Regions from separate parts of the Mus musculus genome. Here region 1 is linked to region 2. A link is a contact called in public promoter capture Hi-C data. All regions are on one chromosome and are shown on one strand. Each heading gives the region's core, a stretch centred on a gene start, on an enhancer-like site or on the middle of the called end of the contact. The rest is flanking DNA. Distances are from core to core; before and after follow the strand shown. Region 1 holds the start of Rims2 (regulating synaptic membrane exocytosis 2). Region 2 overlaps Atp6v1c1 (ATPase, H+ transporting, lysosomal V1 subunit C1).

Region 1 (6,783 bases), core at 1,468-3,967, 520 kb after region 2:
GGTGGGACAGGGAAACAGACCTCAGAACACTGTATGACTGGCAGAAAATAATGTAGGTCCCAGAAGGTGACTGTCTGCTGCAAATGAACCCACATTTCCCCAATCTGAATAACTGCTTTCAAGTTCACATTTAACATATTTGAAATAACTAAGCTATTTTAACCTCAGAATCTTCAGACTCAGCAGTGTTTGTGTATTCTGGGTTCTGATCCTGTTGGGATGATGATGTTGGCTGGGTTTTGAAGGATGGTATTTTTAAAAATGGAAACAGAAATAAGGTGGAACACTAGTATTTATAGTTCTATCGTCTCATTTAAAGGGAGATTTACCGTGTTCTGGCGGTTTGTGTTTCCTAGGTTAAAGCTGTACGTATACCAACTGTTTGGTAACAGCCATGCATGACAAGAAAGGAGTGTGTGTATAATAAAACTTAGCATTTGAATTTTAGGTAACAGACTCAATTTTCTTTAGAAGTGTTTTCTTCCTTAGAATATATGGCCCCCAACCTTTGCTAGACATTAGTGGTCTGGGGTATTTTCAAAGTGTATCCACGACTAAGGTCTAAGTTCTAGAAGCTGATCCATTTGCTCTAGGGTTAGGTTCAAGTATTTTAAAGTGACCCACGTTTTCGTGTCTTAACTTTAAAAACCATGCATGATAGTCTTAAATTATACTTAGTTTCTAGAGTCTGGCTCCAGCTCTATTATTTACCATACTTATACATCTTCTGATCTTGGTCTTCAATTTCCTATTGATGAGGCTGGATTAGAGATTTATAAAAATTCTTCAACTGTAAAACACTTAAATCAATTGGGCTAATATGATCTCATTTGGTTTGCACAAAGCAGTGAAAGCTAATTTGGATTATGAATCCGGTTGAAAACAGGTGAATGGTAGTAGCAATGAACAGTAGTAATAATAATATGAAACAAAACATAAGCAAACGTTTCCATTTTTTTCTTTCTAGTTACAAAGGATGGGAGAAAAACAATATAGATATTTCAGCTTAGAAATCACAAGAGACATGTAGTGCCGCTTTGTCTGTTCCCAGTTCTCTCAAACTGAGACTAGTCAGATGGTACCTGGGGAACAAAGGAGGGAGAGAGCTTACTACACGTAAATACAATACAAACCCCGAAGGTTTTACTCACCAGCCTATAACCTGGCCTAGTACTAAGCAGTGCGAGTGTGGAAGGCGTGGTAGGGGTGTGTACATACACACGCACGAACACTGTAACCTTGCTAACCAAGCACCTGTCTAGTGGCAGGAAGAGGAAGAGGGGGTGATCCAGATCACCTCAGCTGGCTCGCCCCGCCCCGAGGGAGAGCTGTCTGGGCTGCGCTGGGCTTCTCTGAGAGCCCGCGCCGGTGGTGGCCACCTCCCTCCTATTGGAGTCGGTTTTCTTCTGTTCTTTGACTGAGCCTGTCTCCAGGCTTTCTAAAATCAGGCTAACGCTCCAATAACGACTCTTCTCTAGATTAGAGTGACCGGCAGAAAGGGGCTGAACGGCCCGATTCCTCCGGGGACGTGATCTGACCCTTTCCCTCTTACACCTTCCAATCGCCTCGGGCAAACCGCCCCAGCATCCTGTCTTCTGTACCTCTCCGTGCAGCGGGTACCGACAACCCAGTTTTCCAGAACTTCCGCACTCCCGCCCAGGTCCTTTCCACTCCCTCAGGCTCTTCCCCGCTGCGAGTCCCGGGCCGCTGACACCGCAGGGACACCCACCTGCTCCGATCTTCCCTCGTCCAGGGTCCAGTACCCCGCCCGGGACAGCTCGGGGGGCGCCCGGTCCCTCAGGCTCGGCGCCAGCCACCTGAGATCCTCCCGCCCCCACCGCCCACAGCCCCGCACCCCGGGGCGCCCGCTCCCTCGCCGCCCTGCTCCTCACAGCTCCCCGCCCCGCCCCAGCCGTTAGCAGGGTCCGGGGCGAGCGTCGGCCGAGTCCGGGCCTGGGCGGTTCGCAGGGGACACGGGCCCGGCGGGAAGAGTCGGCGAGGCAGAGGCGGCGCGGGCGAGTGCACCTAGCGGGCCCGCCGCGCCGACTCCGCGGACACTGGGGGCGGCGGCGGCGGGACCCCGGGCGGGCGCGTGATGAGGCGCGGCGGGCGGCCGGCCCCGCGGCGCGCGCGAGCTCACTTGGGTCCGGGCGTTGGCAGCCGCGGGCCGCGGGCCGGAAGATCGGCCGTCTGGGGCCGGGGTGGGGGCTGGGGTCCCCTGCCGCAGCCCGCGCCTCGTGGTTCCCGGAGGGGTCCTCCCTCGCGGAGCCCCGGAGCCCGGTGACGCGCCAGCCGGCGGGACGGCCGCTCTCGCCGCCTCCGGGCGCTCGGGGCGAGTTCCCGGGACTCCCCAGGGGTCGGGCTCGCGGGCAGCGCTTCCCGCTCCGCTCCGCCGCCGCGCCGGACACTCGCGCCCCGGCCCGCGGCCGCCTCCCTCCAGTCACCCCACCCTCAGCCGTCCCCGCCACCTTACTCCACCGCCCTCCCCCGCCGCTCCGCGCACTCGGCGTCGGGGCCTCCAGCTCCTCGCTCCCGCGAACCGCTCACTTGGCAGCCCTTCGCCCCCGGGAAGAAGAAACATTTCCCCGAGCGCACTCCTCAGCCCTCCCCCCTCGGCCCTCCCCTCCCCCTGCCTTCTTTCCTGGGGGAGGGGGGCTGTCGCCTCGGATTGAAGGCCATTGATTTGTATGCATTTGTCCCAGCCCCGGAGGCTGCCCCAGCCGCCCGCGCCCGAGCCGCGGCTGCCAGCGGAGTTGCCTCCCTGCTTCCCTAGGGTGGTTCGGCTCCGCCAAACATGTCGGCTCCGCTCGGGCCCCGGGGCCGCCCGGCTCCCACCCCGGCGGCCTCTCAACCTCCTCCGCAGCCCGAGATGCCGGACCTCAGCCACCTCACGGAAGAGGAGAGGAAAATCATCCTGGCTGTCATGGATCGTCAGAAGAAAGAAGAGGAGAAGGAGCAGTCCGTGCTCAAGTAAGGACCCGGCTCCATCTTCCCGCCTCCCTCCCTGCCCTCCGCCCCCCTCGGCCGCTTCCCCGCGACCGCCCGCGCGCCGGGGATCGCCGCCTTTCCTCCCCGCCGGTGGCGCGGGGGCCACGAGGGCTGCGGCCCGCGGCCGCCAGGGTCGCTTTCTAGTTGTCAGCCGCGGGGGTGTGTGTCGCGGAGGGAGGGCGCCGAGGCCGGCTGAGGTGACGGTGGCGAGCTCGGGGAGGCGGCGGTTTCCCCGGCGCCCTCCGGCTTTCCCCGCGGGCCACTTCGGCTCCCGGGATGAGGCTGAACCCTGGCTCCTCGCGTCCCATTTCCTTTCCCGCCGCCCCCGCGCGGAGGCAGTGACTGGGGCAAGGAATCCAATATGGCCGTGCACAGGTGCTCCCGGGCCGGACCCGGGTGAAGCGCCCAGGCCCGGGGTGCCGGTGCCACCGGGGTCGCTCGTCCCGCGCCTGCGAGGGCCGGCTCCGTCCCCAGCCCCGGGAGGAGCTGCGCTGCCCACGGTCGCAGCGGACAGGAAGGCTGCGGGGCGGGCGAGGGGGCCTAAGCGCGGTCTCGTCTCGTCTCGGGTGGGTGTGCGGCCGCCGCCATCTTCCAGCCCCTCCCCCTCGGCGGGTGCTAACACCCTGCACTCTGCTGCTGTTCTTCCTGTTTGCAACTAGTAAATCTGTAGGATCCCGAGGAGACTCCACTTCCTACCATCGTGGCAGTTTGGGTTGCTCCCTGCTTGTGAAGTTCTACTATGTTTGCTCACAGTCCAGCCAGCGGGGTTTTGGCGAGGGTGGGAGGCGTGAAAGTAGCACCCAAGCATCGGTTTAGAGGCGGTGTAACTTCAGCACCAGGGAACTGTCCAGAATGAGTTTTCCTTTACTTTGGGATTCCTTGTCAGTGTAGCACTGTAGCTGAGATTGTTTCTACAGGTTTGCTTTTAAATGTTTTATGATTTTTTATATCTCGGTTGCTTCTGGAAAGTCATTGTCTGGATCTGTAAAGATCTGTAACCCTTTAATGTTTGTCCAAGTCGTTACTCACTATAAAAATTAACCTGTATATGCCTAAAGAGAGGGAGGGCAGTTCTCTTGCATGTCACCGAATACACTTTCCCATAATCGCTATAGAAACACACAACTAAAAGCGTTGACTTCCTCCTTGAAAAGAAATAGCTTACTGACCTTCACCACTTATTTTGAAAACAGGTTGTTGAATTCAGTATTTTTTTTTTTTACAAATGAAAACACACCTTGTCTAGATGTACATCTTCTCACATTTTAGTGAAGCAGATTTTACATAACCTATGGTAACAAACATATCAAATAGATATATATCTTTAAAAGATACAAGTTCTCACAAAATAATAAAAGAACAATTAGGAATTGCTTCAATACTAATTTTTAGGTTTGAATATTTACTAGGGAATTTGGCTTATTCATGGTCATAGGATAGGAATAAAAAGTTAAGAAATTTAATCAGTTTAAACTATGGAATAATAAAAATAGTTTTTAAAAAAGCTTTTTGAGCATACTCTAACTTTGCTCAACTTTAATCTATATACTAGTATGTGCTAAGATTCTGATCATTACGATTTATATTCAGATATATAAATTTACACTTCTTAATATAGTTGCTGAAAATCAGTGTTGCCAAAATGATGCTCAAATAAAATATGGCTTTATTTCTTTGACCTACATATTTAAATGGAAATGGGGTTTTATTTATAGTAAACTGAAGCATAGTGTTTATTGGCTAGTTAATCTTATGTAGTTTTTATTCACAGTTTCAATATATGGACATTTTAGTGACTGTTTGAGTACTGAACTACAAATTGCTCAAAATGAAGAGCGTATTTTACTGAATAGATGTTTAAAAAGGGTTTTCCAGGTCAAGTATATATGTGCACATCTCTAAGTAAACCTCCATATTTTGCAAATATATGTTTGTATATTTATTTCACTTTATTTAGCCAGACACAGTCTCTAAATATAGCTATATAATATGTGAAATCACATCAACGAGAAATATAGACTCAGATTTAAGTAGTTATTCACATAGTTTTAAATGTTCTTTAAAATGTTTTTGAAATGAGAGTGGACAAGGAAACTGAGAGTAAACTTTATAATAGTATTGCAGGAACAAGAGGCAAATCAGTTTGAAAAAATTTGACCATTTATTAAATAATATGTTTCCAGCCTTGGGTGTTAAATAACAAATATGCTGTGTAGAAAAAATAATCCTGATAGTTGTGTTTACTCTTTCTCTTGAAAATCTAGGACCATATATCAGCTCCTCACTAAACTGTCTGTCATTTAACTGAATGTTAGCTAGCATCTTTCCTGAGAGAAGGTCATAGGCACAGAGAAGTAAACTAAAATTCAAATTTGTATCTGCTACTCTTTAACTATCATAATAAAAATAAGTTTGATGTGTGAAGAAATTGAAGGCTGGATAAAAATATTTTGTGTGATCTGTGAGTCTCAGTATCCATACTAAATATTATTCAAAGTAAGATGTGTATACCCAAGGGATTCACAAGATGATATACTGGAATACAAGAACAGATTAAACATATAGTCCCATCTTTGAAGAAAAAAAGACTAAGCCCCATTAATGCTTAGTATGGTCAGCTAATACTAACATGAATATAATTTATGAATAAATGCATACATTAAGAGATCATGCCTGAGATGTTTTCAATAAGAAAGGTGAGCCATCAAAACAAGTTGAGGCCACCACACTGAATTCTCTTTTAAGAGACTGAGTAATTAGAAATGATTCGTACTTCATTATCAGTGATTTCTTTAAGGCCCAGCTATGCATACATACCCAGGAAGTCTTCTGTCTATCAAACAATACTATCTTCCATGTGAATGAGGTACTGTATTTTTCAAAGCATTTTATATCCCACTAACCCCCTTGTTAATTACTAAAACAAAAGAAAACAAAAGTGCCCTTACATGAATTCCTGCAGCCGGTTCAGCCCTGAGCCTTGAGGAGTCACTGGTTATCTTGCTCCTTGGCATCTTAACACATAATAGGTACCTAGGAAGTAATGTTGAGCTGAACTACCATGCAAATGAAACAGTTCACTCATTCTGTGGAAAAAAGACGATTCATTGTTTTGAAAGAAAAACTATTTAGGGACTGTGTATTACCATTGTCTTTTGTTTTTATTTTATTTTGGTCTGACTAAAAATCAAGTAGAAAGGTATTCAGGAAATGTGTAATGTGGTTTTATTATGTTCGCAACATAGTCTTTTTATACAAAGTATTTTGAACACTTCTTCCTTCTCTTTCTCCCTACTTTTTTTTTTAAAATCTTTTCCGCTCTTTTCCTCCCTTTCTTTCATTTGATAGTGTCTTTCTGTGTAGCCCAGGTTGACCTTAAATGATTCTTCTGCCTCTGCCTTTCTAATCCCAAGTGCTGGGATGACCAGTCATTGAGCTACCACACCTATTTATGCTTTTCAGGAGATGTGTATTGTCTTTGTTCTCAGCTTGGGCTTTCTATTAATGTTGATAGGACAACATGTTCCTCAAATCGAAAGAATAAAGCACATCCATGACAGATTAAGTTAACAAGTACATACTGTATACACATATGAGGAGTTATAAATGTTTTATTGTACTTAGTTTAATTCATTTATTTATGCTTGAGACAGGGTATTGCTTTGTAGCCCTGGCTTGTTTGGAATTTGGTACATAGACCAGACTGGCCTTAAAACTCAGAGATCCACCTGTCCCTGCCACCCAAGTGCTAGGCTAGTATTAAAGGTATATGCTACAGTTTCTGGCTAATGTTTT
Region 2 (6,448 bases), core at 2,500-4,999:
AAAGATTCATAGGAAATTTGTTAATAATGAAGTTTTGTTTTTGTTTTGCGTTAGTTTGTTTTTTGAGACAGGGTTTCTCCGTAAAGCCCTGGCTGTCCTGGAACTCACTCTGTAGACCAGACAGTCCTAGAATTCACAGAAATCAAACTGCCTTTGCCTCTCAAGTGGGGTTAAAGGCAGTGAAGTTGATTATTTTTTAAATGTCCTTTTAAAGTTTTAATGAAATCATATATTTTTATGCCAGAAAATATTTAAATTATATTGGTAGAGGCAAACCTAGAAATAACTTGCCCGTTTTTCTTCTCTTTTGAAGGGAGTGACTCAGATCGATAATGACCTAAAGTCTCGGGCGTCTGCATACAATAACCTGAAAGGGAATCTTCAGAATTTAGAGCGAAAGAACGCGTAAGTCTTTGTGGATGCTAAATGTGTGTGTGTGGTGCATGCATGCATGTTGTGCGGGACACCATTAGGGTTTAGAAAGTTCTAGTTTGTGCTGTTTCTGTAATCAGAATGATTTGTGGGGAGCTGGATAGATGGCTCAGCAGTTAGAGTGTTGGCTGCTCTTGCAGGGGGCCCGAGTTGGCTCCCAGCACTCGCGTGTAGCTGACACTTGTCTGTAACTTCATATCTAGGTGATCCGGATTTCTTCTTCTAACCTCTGCAGGCTCCCGCATGTGTGCCATACGTACACTTCTTTACGTGTACACACATGGAAAATACTTCTTATGATTTCTAAAGTATTTCATAGAGAAAGTTCAGTAATTTTACAGAATTTGAACAATGAGAAGAAATCAGTGTTTGCTGGTTTATTAAACTGTTTATAAATTGACTTGTCACGTGAGCTATGGTTTAGTTCCTTTAATGCATTTGATGTTTTACTGAAATTTGTGTAAAGTTAATTATTTTATCAATTTATTTATTACATAGCAATCACTTGCTGGTTCAAAGTTTTTTTTTTATGTAATTGTGCTATAATGATTATTTTCTACTTTCTCTGTTTCTAGGTTTAGATTTTTTAAAGTATTAACTTGGAATCTTATTTGGTTGATCTTACAGTATTATTGCAAGTGTAGTTTTAGGCTGTTTTGTTATTGGTAGTTTCCTTGTGCGTGCGTGTGTGCGTGTGTGCGTGTGTGTGTGTGTGTGTGTGTGTGTGTATGTATGTATGTGGTGTATTTGAGAGAATTGCACATGAGTCTGTGTGTGTACATGCGGAGAACAGGGGAGTCATCAGATTCCCTCCTGGTGTTAGCCACTTCTTTGGGTTATAGGTGTGCATAGCTTGTTACATGGATGCTGGTATCTGAACTCAGGTCTGCATGGTTGTGTAGCAAGTGCTCTTAACCACTGAGCCATCTTTCTAGCCGCCAAGTGTAGTTTTAAGTACATAGCTGTTCAAAGTTGTATCATCATCCAAGGAGAAAGCTGGATGGAGATGGTCTGTGGTACAAACAGGACAGGCATTTTCGTTATGGAAGACCAAATAGTATCACATTATATCTGGGGAAAGAGAGAAAGCAGAGGTTGTGCTTAGATGACATAATTTCATAATTACAGTGAAATAGACTCTGGTATCTGGTAACTCGTACTGTCCCAGCCAGGATATGTAATTAAGAGAAGAACCGAGCTATGGTAATTAAAATAAGCACAGAGTTGGACATTGATGTCAAACTTTGACAGGCATTGGCACTTCTTGGGTTGCAGGGATAGGATACATCTGGCTAACTATTGACTTCTTATATACATTTTTTTTTTAATTAAAAGTTTTTATTTTCTGTGTATTATTGTATGTATGTGGACCAAGTGCATGCCTAGGGCTCTTTCTTGGAGGTCAGAAGAAGGTGTCAGATACCTGGTAGCTGAGCCACCATGTGGGTGTTGGGAATTGAGTCGCCAGCTCTCCAGCCCCTAACTGTTGACTTCTTATGGAGCAAAACTGTTTCCTAAGACTGATGCCTCTGAGGTGCATTTACCACGAGATCACCCTGCCCTTCTTTCCTTGGGTTACAGAAGCATTTGGACATGTACTCACCAGTGATTCTCTTCTTACTCTTCAGGGGAAGTTTGCTAACGCGAAGCCTGGCGGAAATCGTGAAGAAAGATGACTTTGTTCTTGATTCGGAGTATCTTGTCACATTGCTGGTGGTAGTTCCCAAGTATGTCTGTTTCAAGAGTCCATAGTGGCACTCACCTTTAATGCCAGCACTGGGGAGGCAGAGGCAGGTGGATGTCTGTGAGTTCGAGGCCAGCCTGGTCTACAGAGTGAGTGCCAGGACAGCCAGGGCTACACAGAGAAAACCCTGTCTCGGAAAAAAAACAACAGAAAGACCCCAGAAAGTGAAGAATGTGTTTTTTCCCTATAAAGGGCTGGGCAGTCTTTTTGGCTTTGCCACTCTTAACAACTGCTGTGCTTTACCGTGGCAATTGGTTGTTAGAGCTGAAGCAGCCGCAGAGTCTGTGAACAGGCGAAGTAAAAGCACTGTGCTTACTAACACAAATGCACATAGTTTGCTCACCTTTGGATCTAATAACCCTTTGAGGTCTCCCTTTGACTTCTGTATGAATGTTTGCTCAATGTGTAGTTTTGGAGAATCTAAAGAGTAGAAAGTAAAGAGTAGAACTGAGTGGGTGGCTTGCACAGTGTGGCATACACCTTTAATCCCAGCAGTGGGCAGGCTGAGGCAGACAGATCTCTGTGAGCTGAGGCTAGCCTAGGCTGCACAAGAGATTCCAGGCCAGCCAGATACATGGTAAGGCCCTGTTTCAAAAGAAGGGCGTAAAAGCCTGTGTTGGAGAGACACGTTCAGTGGCCTCAGGTCCTGCACTGCTGACATCTCTGGGGATTCTAAGCTGAGACAGGCTGCATTGTTTTTTTAGAATATCACTGCATGAAGCCTACCTTCTTTGTTCTGTATTTTATCTGGTTAGGGAATTGGGAATAAAAGAGAAACACTGGCTCCTGGAGGAGGATGGAGAGGAATAGTAAGGGAATCAGTTTCCCTAATGGTACCTGACTGGAGCATTTCTCCTCAGAGTGTAGGCTTTTGGATTTTTCTGGTTTTTTTTTTCTTTAGGGCTGTCCTTGAACTGGCACTATGGTCTGACTGGCTTGGGGCTTGCCCTGCTCCTGCCTTCACTTCCCAAGTACTGGAGTCACAGGCACACATACATCACTGTGCCCAGGGTGCAAAGCTTTGCTCCATGCTTTTCTTGCACAGTTGTTCCCAGAACATTGGAACATGATATTTATTTTAAAATCCTATTTATATTTGCCCATATTTTTCTTACTTGGCTTTATTTTAAAATTGTGTTGAGAAAATTTCAGCTTTTTGTACCATAAGATGTAAACAAGAGCCCCTGTAGATCACTTTACATAGTCAGCTACCTGTGTCTACCAACCTTTACTGTAAATCACACATACTTATCTCTCCACACCCCCAAAGCCAGTGGCCTTTCCAGAAAGCTGTTGCACAGTGTTCTGAGGCAGTCTCCTTTATTGTTACTGTGTCCTCGCTACTTCCTGAGGTACGCCCTGCTTTCTGTAAAATAGGGTTTTAGTTAGCCTTTTGTAATGGCCACCAAATGGTAGTAATTTCCCATGGCCTCTTCTGTTTTTTTAAATGAGGTATAAATTAATGTTTTCCAGCCATGCAGTTTAAAAATAATGTAGAATCTGTACTGTGCTTTGCCACGTTAACAAGCCAAGCTGTGCCTCTGTCGCAACAGTCCCTGGCTGTGCGGGAGGCAGTCCAGACTTCTTGCTTCATTCCGTGTTTGTGAGGCGCCCTCAGTAGGAGACTGATGTTTTGCTACACATATGATGTGCTTTATTGGAGCCACATTTCCCATGTGTCCCATGTTTTCTCTTCCTGGACATGGCAGAAATGGGACTTGTCTGTCCTTCCTGATGTTTACTGTGTCCTTTCTGCAGGCTGAACCACAATGACTGGATTAAGCAGTATGAAACGCTCGCAGAAATGGTAGTACCAAGGTCAAGCAAGTAAGTAGCCATCTTGCAACAGTGCTTTGTTTCCTACAAGTCTTCCAACAGCTTGTGGGATTAGGAAATCTCTTTGTGGTCTGTGTTTCCTTTGCAGTAAATCTGTAATTTTAGAGCCCTTGTTTTTACTTCATAAATTGTCAACTCTAGTTATCACCATTTCATATCTAGAAGGGAGTGGCATACCTGGCTTGACCCCTCATTTTCATAGATGGAGGTGTGAGGACTATAAGGTGAGGCCAGAGCCACACTTACCGGGAAGATGATGCCAGGGCCAGAGCCAGGGCCAGGGCCAGGGCCAGCCATGGGTTTAAGGAGCTTGGCCAGGGCCAGCTATGGGGCTTCTGCTACATCTTGTTGCCTCCTTGAAGCTTCCATCCGCTGTTGCTGTGTCTCCTCTAGGAACTAAGTCTTCATTTACCTAGCAAAGGAGTCATATCAGGTAGCTCCTGGAATGTGTGAACCTTCAAATTTTGTTTGAGTAGATGATGGGGCCAGATCTGTATAGTCTTTAAAAAGCCACAGAATGCTTGCCTTTTTAGTAAGCATTTTGAGTTATGAGTTTAATGTGCATTGTCTATTTATTAGTTACAGCAGTGCTGTGAGGCACTTTAGCCAGCTAATTTCTACATAGGATAGGAGGCTGTGTTTAGGTGGTCTAAAGCATATGGTTTCCAAGTGCCCAATGGCAAGGCAAGGCAGGGTTGACAATGGTTTTGTAGCTTGTGACCTATATCACCAGTCTGTGGCCAGTTATTGCTGCATGACATGCCTTGTTAAAGAGAAGGTATCAAAGACAGTGAGAAAGTGAACTTCGTAAGCTCAGGCCAGAAGTACTTTCTTTTCCAGCTCATTGTGCCATACAGGAGTTAGTTTGGTATAATGGAAAATCATGGACCCTATTGATGGTTCTTCTTCTAGCTTGCCTGGGTATGTCTTTGAACTTTTGGGTCCCACTGTCTTTTCTCAAATGTCAAAGAAGTTAGGAAGTTAGTTTAAGACGTGATAGAGTATATAAAACATAAGGTATCGTTGACATTTGACAAGTATTGAGAAATAAGTCACAAATCTGAGCTCATTGTGATTTTCCCCCTGTATTTGGAGTAATACCCTTTATTAAAGCCAACTCTTCACATGGCAAACTGAAGACAGTGGTTGTATCTTAACATGCAGTCTCATTTGGGCCGTCGATCCTGACCAGTAGTAACTTCTCTACATCATTTGAGCTCAGAGGTCAACACAGTATTCTGGAAGCAGGTATCCAGGAGGAGGGTGAGGCTCAGTGCACAGTGTCCTCTAGTGGTAGACATGTAGAAGTCAGGCTTCGGGGTTGGGTGGGGGACTGCATAAGTTAGTGAATAAGCTCTGATTTTGAAAGGACTTTATACCATTTCAGAGAGTTAGGTTGTTTGCTAATCACTTTAATAATTTAAAGGAAGGATAGTAAAATCCAGGCAGTACTTGTCCTAATGGCCTTTTGGATCCCCAGCCCCACCTCACAGTGTAAAGTGCATTTGGCATCAATGTCCATGGAGAACATAGAGCTAGCCAAGTAGCAATGGGCAGAGCATATAGTTCACACAAGCCAGCTAGGCCTTCAGGGCCCTGCTCTGGCACCCACTATTCAGGAAGGAACTCTGGCTTGATAAAGATTTTTGTTTGCCTTGTAGCTAACATTTTTCATTTTGGGTGTGTGGTGTTGGGGGTTAAACCCAGAACTTGGCACATAGTAGGCAAGTAGCCTGCTCTGATCCTCATCTCGGTTAACTAAAATTTTAGTTACCCCGAGGTAGTTATTGTTTCAAGCCTTTACTCAAACTAAGTAAATTAGATATGGGTAGTAGGGTTGGAGAGATGGCTCAGTGGTTAAGAACATTGGCTGCTCTTCAGTGGACCTGTGTTCAATTCCCAGTGCCCACATGGCAGTTCATTACTGCCTAAAATTCCAGTTTTAAAGGCTCTGTTACCATCACACAAACATTCACGCAGGCAAAACATCATAGTGATGGGGTTAGAGTTGGCTTAGCCATTAAGAGCATTGGCTATTCTTGCAGAGGATCCAGGTTTGGTTCCAGCACCTACATGGTAGCTCACAATCACCTGTAACTTAAGTTACATTGGAGGTCTCTTCTGACCTCCAATGGTACCACATACACACACACATGATGCACAGACATATATCCAGGCAAACACCAGTACTCAAAATAGAAATAAGTATTAAAAAAACATAGATAGTATCACTTGATCACCTGCCTGCCCGCCCTCCTTCCCTTCCTCTATTCTTTCCTCCCTCCCTCCTTCCCTCTCTCCTTTCCTTTTCTTTTTATTTCTATTGAGACAGTTTCTCATGTAGCCCAGGCTGGCCTGAACTCATACTTTGCCTGTCTCTATCTCTCAAGGGCTGTATGTTCCACCAGGCCAAGCTTGACATATGTGTAGCCAGGT

The links. Promoter capture Hi-C pulls out the DNA fragments that hold promoters and counts their contacts.
Region 1: a promoter capture Hi-C map of hippocampal neurons shows a contact between it and region 2, with 6 times the contacts expected there. The contact joins the promoter of Rims2 here to the enhancer-like site in region 2. A contact is called at or near these places in 10 of 39 promoter capture datasets (the SN4741 cell line, embryonic stem cells, frontonasal cranial neural crest and 5 more), 2 of 15 datasets of contacts at CTCF or cohesin (the NIH/3T3 cell line and large pre-B cells), 3 of 484 Hi-C or Micro-C datasets (embryonic stem cells, nephron progenitors and stem cell-derived primordial germ cell-like cells), 28 of 115 datasets of contacts at active chromatin or transcription factors (PVALB interneurons, SST interneurons, VIP interneurons and 16 more) and 2 of 9 other capture datasets (embryonic stem cells and liver).

Annotation. Positions count from the first base shown.
Region 1 is chr15:39,195,569-39,202,351 of GRCm38.p6, forward strand. It overlaps Rims2 (regulating synaptic membrane exocytosis 2), which reads left to right and starts at 2,718. Exons shown (of 27, transcript NM_053271.2): 1 at 2,718-2,970. The coding sequence starts at 2,795.
Region 2 is chr15:38,679,007-38,685,454 of GRCm38.p6, forward strand. It overlaps Atp6v1c1 (ATPase, H+ transporting, lysosomal V1 subunit C1), which reads left to right. Exons shown (of 13, transcript NM_025494.3): 6 at 314-405; 7 at 2,061-2,159; 8 at 3,935-4,003. Among named protein-coding and RNA genes, the nearest start is that of Atp6v1c1, 20 kb to the left of the region's middle. Within about 2 kb of position 3,750, at least 21 of the 459 cell types and tissues checked have an H3K27ac peak or open chromatin away from gene starts, as enhancers often do. A contact at or near this core is called in hippocampal neurons and liver, where this site is marked.